2 separate regions of the Sus scrofa genome follow, and region 1 is linked to region 2. A link is a contact called in public Hi-C data. All regions are on one chromosome and are shown on one strand. The core of a region is the stretch at or near the end of the contact, and the rest is flanking DNA. Distances in the headings are between cores, read along the strand shown.

Region 1 (3,747 bases), core at 838-3,337, 330 kb after region 2:
CCCCCTTATAAGGGAAAAGGGGGGCTCCGTGTGGTTATGTTGGGATGGGCAGAGTTTAGCTGTTACGTGATCATCCCCTGGGCTGCCGAGAGCTCCCAGGGACCTCTTTCCTCTCCTCCTGACCTTCCAGCTGTAGAAGGCTGGTCTAACTCCTGTAAAACCAGGGTTCAGGCTCTGCCCCATCCGTGGGCAGGATCAGATGCAGGGAGCCTCATGGTCCCCCAGTAAATGACCCCAGAGACACTGGCAAGCCCCATCCTCATCAGGCAAGTGCCTCGAATCTAAGTGGCTTGGAAGTGCCCTGTCAGGAGAGCTTTACCCTGCTGTCTCAGGCAGCAGGGATCCCCATCAGGAGAGTTGTCACACCCAGCACATGAGGGCCCCGTCACCCCAGCTCTGGCTGCAAGTAGCATATGCTCTCTGATGATGCCTTGCCTGCCAGCCCGCTCACCGCAGGGCATCAGCTGCTTAGTCAACATCTGGGCCACTTCCAAGGTCTCACATCCGAGGCCCTGGGAAGCCCAGAGCCACAAGGCTTTGCCTTTAAACTTAGCGCCCTCCCCAGGGCTCAGGGCCAGCTATAATCCAGTTCTCTTCCAAAAGAATCCAAATCGCATCTCTCTCTACTGCCAGCAATAAATAATTAGTGTGCTCCCACCAGAATGGCATCTGGAATAGCGGTTTCCTCTGTGGCCACTAAGAATAATCAGGACATGCCTTTGAAAATAGAAAAGCCAACCATTGTCCCCAGGATAAGATATCTCTGAGTTTGATCCTGGAAAGAAGGTACCAGAATCTGGATTCTTGGTAGTCAAAGAATGAACTCCACGAACACACAGGCAGCAAGCAAACAGAGTCTTTATTAAAGAAAAGCAAATAGTTGGGAGTTCCCGTCGTGGTGCAGTGGTTAACGAATCGATTAGGAACCATGAGGTTGCGGGTTCGATCCCTGGCCTTGCCCGGTGGGTCAAGGATCCGGCTTGCATGAGCTGTGGTGTGAGCAGACGCGGCTCGGATCTTGTGTTGCTGTGGCTCTGACATAGGCCGGGGGCTACAGCTCTGATTCGACCCCTAGCCTGGGAACCTCCATATGCCGTAGGAGCGGCCCAAGATATGGCAGAAAGACAGAAAGAAAGAAAAAAAAGAAAAGAAAGAAAAGCAAATAGCTCCCAGGACGGGGGGTGGGGGGTGGGGGGGAAGAGCCCCGCTTTCCTATTGTCCTTTAGGGATTTTTATCTCTAAAGATGGGGGGGTGGTACCAACATGGGGTCCCCTTGGCCTTGCTCAATTACCTGTATCAGTCCTTGTCCAAGATGGGTTTTAGGGTTGGAAAAGTCCCCTGTACGTTTTATGGTTTCTTTGTCCTTTTCTTGGATTAAGTCACCATTCCTCTCATTCCTTTTTTATCAGTGGAGGAGTGGGCTAGAGATTCGCATTTCCTACAGTAAACAAAGTCTGTGGGGAGTTTGCATTTCCTATAAGAAGACAAGGCCTGCGGAGGGGTTACTGCCTAGAGCCCTTCAGCCACAAAGGTTAATCAAAATCCACATCAAAGGACTACATCGGAGCCCCTGCTCCTCCACTAACAACCTGAATTAATATTCTGCCTCAAGGTCAGGGCCTTCAGTCGACAGGCAGAACCCTGAGCTGGATCTGAGCCTGGTGATGCCAAGTAGAATTCTTCTCAAAAGCAAGCCTCCGGCCCCCTCCAGCCCCCGTCCAGCACTAACTCCATGTCAGGCTGTTGTCTGTTCTCGCAGCCAGTGAGATCCTGCTGGGTTTGGGGGCGAGCCTCCTGCCGTGCTGCTCCCATTACCGCTTAGGCTCCAGCCCGCTGGGACCAGGCTGCCTGGGGAAGTGTCCTGAGCCAGCAGTGACGGCTGTAACCTTTAGAGGTGGTGGCAGAGAGATTGTTTATCAACCCTCTCTTTTGAGTACAAGACTTCCCTGGCAGGGCCATTGCCCTGTCCTTGGCCCCAAGGTCTGTAACTTCAAATATTCAAAAACACTCTCCGAGGGGGCGGATGGAGCTCTCTGTTCCTGCTGCTGAGCCAGGGCCGGCAGCCCCGCCCGGGAAGCTGTGGGAAAACCATTGTGGCAGCCGGAGTCCCTGCTCCCAGGCCAGTGATTTTCCTCCCAGCGAGCACTCCACGCAGGGGTGCAACCCTGCCAGCACCCCACCCCCCCACCCCAGGCGAGGGAGGGCTTTCTGTTTCTGTCTGGGAGGCAGTGGGTGTGAAGCAGGCGGCCCAGGTACATCAGGCAATCCAGAAGCTTCTCAGCGCCTACCCCAGTCACGCAGCACACGCCGCCTGAGTGCCTCCAGCGATGAATCAGATTAATCATCTCCTCCGCCACCCAGCCGCCTGTGGGAGGGGTGCGGGGAGGGCCCTGAGCTGGTCTCCTTGACCTCCCCCTGCCTGGACATGGGCAGCCCCCCCAGGCTGGGCTGGGCTGGCAGTCACCTGTCCATTTCTTAAGAGCTGCAGAAACCAGTGTCGCGGCCTCCCTCGGCCAAGCCCTCCGAGGCTCCCGCTGTTCAGTTTGGGCAGGAAGAGGTAGGCAGGTTCTCCTTAGGGCTCCGGTCTAGGGCACAGTGGCTCGGGCTCCTGGTGGGTCTCTGCTTTAAGGCCCGAGCTGTTGGAACACATGTCACTCCTGTGACCCACAGTATTGACCGTGAGATCCAGAAATTGGTTTGTATCTGTTATCCCTAAACAACAAATGTTTCATAAAATCATATTCTTAGTAAGTGCAGCACACTGATATTTTCCGTTCTATTTATTTATTTTTTTTAAATACTGTGATTCACTAAAGCGATTTTACAGCTTACCACTAGATTGCTTCTAGTGTTTGGAAAACACTCCTCAGATTCCAGATCTCCAGGGATTCTGGCCCATTGAGAACCCGGTGTGCCTGTGGGCAGCGTGGCTGGACTCCCTAGAAAGCAGTGCAGACCTTGGAGGTGGGCCTGGCTGTCAGCAGGACGGAGAGACAGCCCTGTCCCTCTGTCTTCTGTCCCCTGTCCTTCCTCCCTCCCACAAAGGCTGCAAGAAACTCTAGGATGAGGACATGTTTGAACAGGGAGAAGTGAGAGTGTTGCTGGGGTGATGGGGACAGACCCATGCGAGAGTCTGGCCACCCCCAGTGACATCTGTCATTGTCCTCTTTCCTTTGCTTCCTGCCCTTTGTCACTGTGAGCAAACATTACGCTTCCACTAGCCCAGCCTGTTTAGCAAACACCTGGCCCTGCAGGGCGGACCAGCTATGTCAGGGCCCCATCAGCCTGAAGCCAGGGCCCAGCTGGAAGAGAACAGAGCCGGGGAGAGCCTTGTGGCTGGTTCCCCCTGGCACCACGGGGACCTAGAGGCTGGCATGGTCCATGACCATTTGTCATGGTCACAGGAGTGCCCCTCCATGGGTAATGGGACAGGACCCTTTGTAGCCAAAGGCTGGGCTGGGTCAGGATTACTGGAAGCAGCAGCATTGGTTGGGAGGGGACAGACGTTTTCCCTTCATAAGGTTCTGAGGAGCTAATTGATGCGACTTCATATCCCGGCTCCCCTGCTTACGTCTGTGACTCAGGAAGCCGCCCAGCCTCAGTTTCCTTGTCTGGAAAATGGGATGATGATATCTACCTAAGAGGATTGTCGCCGTGTGTGAACTGAGGTTTTTAGCAGAGACCCCAGTGTATGACTCCAGGCTCCATAAATGTTACTTGTCATCCTTCTCATCGCCCCATGGGCA
Region 2 (3,356 bases), core at 146-2,645:
CGCAGAGTGGAGACTCAGAGGGCAGAAGATGGAGTCCCTTGTCCTCAGACTGGCATGGTCAAAGACTTCAAAGACAGGGTGGCGGTGGGGAGAGGGAGGATACTGCCCAATGAGACTCAGCGGTAACAAACCTGATGAGCATCCATGAGGACCCGGGTTCAATCCCTGGCCTCGCTCAGTGGGTTAAGGATCTGGTGTTGCCGTGCGCTGTGGTGTAGTTCACAGCCAAGGCTCAGTCCCCACATGGCTGTGGTAGTGGCTGTGGCTGGCAGCTGTAGCTCCAATTCAATCCCTAGCCTGGGAACCTCCATATGCTGCATGTGCAGCCCTAAAAAAAAAAAAAAAAAAGGATGGGGCGGGGAGGGACGTCCCATCTGCTTGCCTCATTACTTTAGGAAGTTAATACCAACCTCAGCATGTCTTTCCTGCCAGACTTTGTCCTCATGTTTGCAAGAATGGAATCGCTAAGGACAGGGTCTTAGCTCAGGCTGACAATTACCATAGATAGGAAGCTTAAACAACAAACATTTGTTTCTCACAGTTCTGGGGGCTGGGAAGTATAAGGTCAAGGTGCTCTCAGCTTCAGTGTCTGGCGAGGGTGCACTTTTCCATTCCCGGATGGCCGTCTTCTCACTGTGTCTTCACACGGAAGAACGGATGGAGTTCCCGTCGTGGCGCAGCAGAAACGAATCCAACCAGGAACCACATGGAAGAAAGGGACCAGAGAGCCCCCCACCCCACCCCCGGGGCCTCTTTTATAAGGGTACTATCATACATATGAGGACTCCACCCCAGGACCTATCACACCTAAAGACCTACCTCTAATGCTACCCCGCTGTGGGGTAGGATTCCAATTATATACATTTCAGAGGACACATGCATTCAATCCATAACAGATGGGTCCCAGGTCACTGGGGCAGGAAACCATTGACCAAGGCAATTTGTAGCTGATGAGGGCCGACTGAAGTTCCACCAGAGATAGGCGCAGCTAGCAGAGGATGAGCTAGGTGACAGGCTGGAGCCTAGAAGGTGGAGATACACAGTGACGTGAATTACAGAGACAAGAAAAGAAAGACGGCTCTAAGACGTGACCTCAGCTGTGGAGATCCAAGAGTCCTAGAGCTAGGGGACAGGCAGAGGTCACAGAGTCACCCTCACCTCGATGCACTGTCGCCGCGAATCATCAGTCACCAGCCTATAATAAAACAGAGGAGAGTTTAATGCAAGTTGGAGACGGACTCTGAGATGGCTCTGAGGAATTGCTCCAGAGAAGCATGGTTTTCAGCAGTTTTATATCTTATCAGAGCAAAGAACATCAAACACGACAGGGGTACATGCCCTCAGGATTTCCAACAAAGACAGATTAGCACATCCACAGTGAGTCAGTCTGGCCTCAGCGCCTGGGGAGGGAGCCTTATCATCAAAGAGGTCCTGGCACTGACGTCCCAGGAAGGGAGGCATTTATCTCTATCTTCAAAACGGACATTCTTTACTTCTGGACACGGCACCCTTGTCTTGTATGGTTAGAGCCGACGTCCAGTGGATGTGTGATGGGCCACAGACAGGCTGTCCCAATCAGCATGAAGTTCAAGCCAGATCCTGTGACAGCCAGACTGACTGCCCCGTCCCTCCTATGTGAAAGTTTCCTCCATCAGCCATCAGCAACCATCTGACCGGGGGAATAAAAATGTCCAGTTTTGAGGGCTCACCAGACAATTTGGGGGTCTAAGAGGATTACTCCAGAGCGAAGCCAGCCCTGGCAGAGCCTGAGCCGACGGAGCTTGGCAACTACGACTGAGTCAGTCACAGGCAAAGGTTCAAGGGCAAGAGCTTGAACTTGCCTCCTGGTTCTCAGAAACCTTGAGCCCCTGCTGCTTCTCTGTCAAAGGGAAGCAAAGGACGGAGTCACAGAAACTATCTGGGGGAGGGGGGAGGAGACACTTAAAAATAAAAAAGGGGGTCATAACCCCCAGGTGAGTGTCAGTTTCTTAGACACAGCAGCCCTAAGACGTCAACAAGGACACCCAGGCGTGGCTGCAGGAAGGGCCAGAAGCAAAGGGAGGCTGCAAAGCCTGCTCCGGCTTTGGATTCTACAAGAGAGTCTGTATACAGCTTCTGGGCCAAATATAACAGACCTTGGTCATGCTTGCATTGGTGTCTGTACCCTACGGGGCTGACACAGCCACAGCCCTGTCATGTCCTCGACTCCCCATAGCCACAACGCCAGGTCACGGCCAGGCTTCGGCAGTTCTGGGGAGGGAGGGGAGGGCAGGAGGTGGCAGACCTTGGCAGGGCAGTGCAGATGGGATAATCAGATCAGGTCGCCCCGCTCAAGACTCTGCCTTTGCCCACAGGAGAGCCACAGGGTCGCCTGGTGAATGGAACCCACGCTCACTCCGCTTTCCAATATTTTAAGAATATTACATTGGAGCACATTTTCAATGACGATGCATAGTTGGGCTTTTCCCCACAGGGGCATTTCTGCTCCTCGCATCTGCATCTGCTCTAAACATCAGATGCAACATACGATCCCAAGACCACTGGAAATTAAAAAAGAGGACAGAGTGAGACATGGTTAGCGAAAGACCATTTCCTATTTTTTTCAAACCCATAGAACAGAGTGGTTTACTTTTGCTTTTTAATATAGTGTGTTTTTTCTGTAAGACTGAAAGTTTCTGTCAGCTGATGCTCCCAGGTGGGGTTGGTGCGTGGAGAGATAATTTAAACACTAAACAACATAAATCTAGACGTTCTCGTTCTTCCTCTGCAAAACGTCATCTATGGACCCAAACAAGACATCCCACTAGTCTTTTTTTTTAATGGCCGCACCCACAACATATGGAAGTTCCTAGGCCAGGGACTGAATCTGAGCCACAGCTGCAAACTACACTGCAGCTGCAGCAAGGCCAGGTCCTTTAACCCATGGTGCCAGGCGGGGGATGGAACCTGCACCTCCCCAGCGACCCAAGCCACTGCAGTCAGATTCTTAACCCACTGTGCCACAGTGGGAGCTCCCATCCCACTAGTCTTAAGTGTTTTCTGTCCCATAAACTTATGCTCAATGCCGCCCACCAGGATGTGGGAACCCAGGATGGAGGGAGGGGCAGATGGTGAGGGGCTGCCCCCAGTTTGCTCTCCCCCTCTAGTCATATCTCTTCAAGGCTTTTCTGCAGGGCAGCTGCCGCCTTGCCCCTGGGCCTTATAGGGTCACCCCCTCAGATTTATCAGAGGAACATTTGCATTCTCCTTCTGTATTTTGTATCTGGGTGCTGGGCAAGAAAGCCTGTTGGGGAACAACCAGCCCCCAAACAGAGCTGGGAAGATCATCTACTGCAACAAGCCATCTGCAGGCTCTG

The links. Hi-C and Micro-C count contacts between places; a contact is called where the count stands out from the background.
Region 1: a contact with region 2 is called in a Hi-C map of liver, with 2.3 times the contacts expected there. The contact joins two enhancer-like sites. A contact is called at or near these places in 13 of 47 Hi-C or Micro-C datasets (alveolar macrophages, embryonic fibroblasts, epiblast stem cells and 7 more).

What each region holds. Positions count from the first base shown.
Region 1 is chr9:121,789,709-121,793,455 of Sscrofa11.1, forward strand. All of the region lies in intron 3 of QSOX1 (sulfhydryl oxidase 1), which reads left to right. Among named protein-coding and RNA genes, the nearest start is that of QSOX1, 13 kb to the left of the region's middle. Within about 2 kb of position 2,088, at least 20 of the 83 cell types and tissues checked have an H3K27ac peak or open chromatin away from gene starts, as enhancers often do. A contact at or near this core is called in liver, where this site is marked.
Region 2 is chr9:121,462,201-121,465,556 of Sscrofa11.1, forward strand. No RefSeq gene overlaps it. Among named protein-coding and RNA genes, the nearest start is that of TOR1AIP2, 25 kb to the right of the region's middle. Within about 2 kb of position 1,396, at least 6 of the 83 cell types and tissues checked have an H3K27ac peak or open chromatin away from gene starts, as enhancers often do. A contact at or near this core is called in liver, where this site is marked.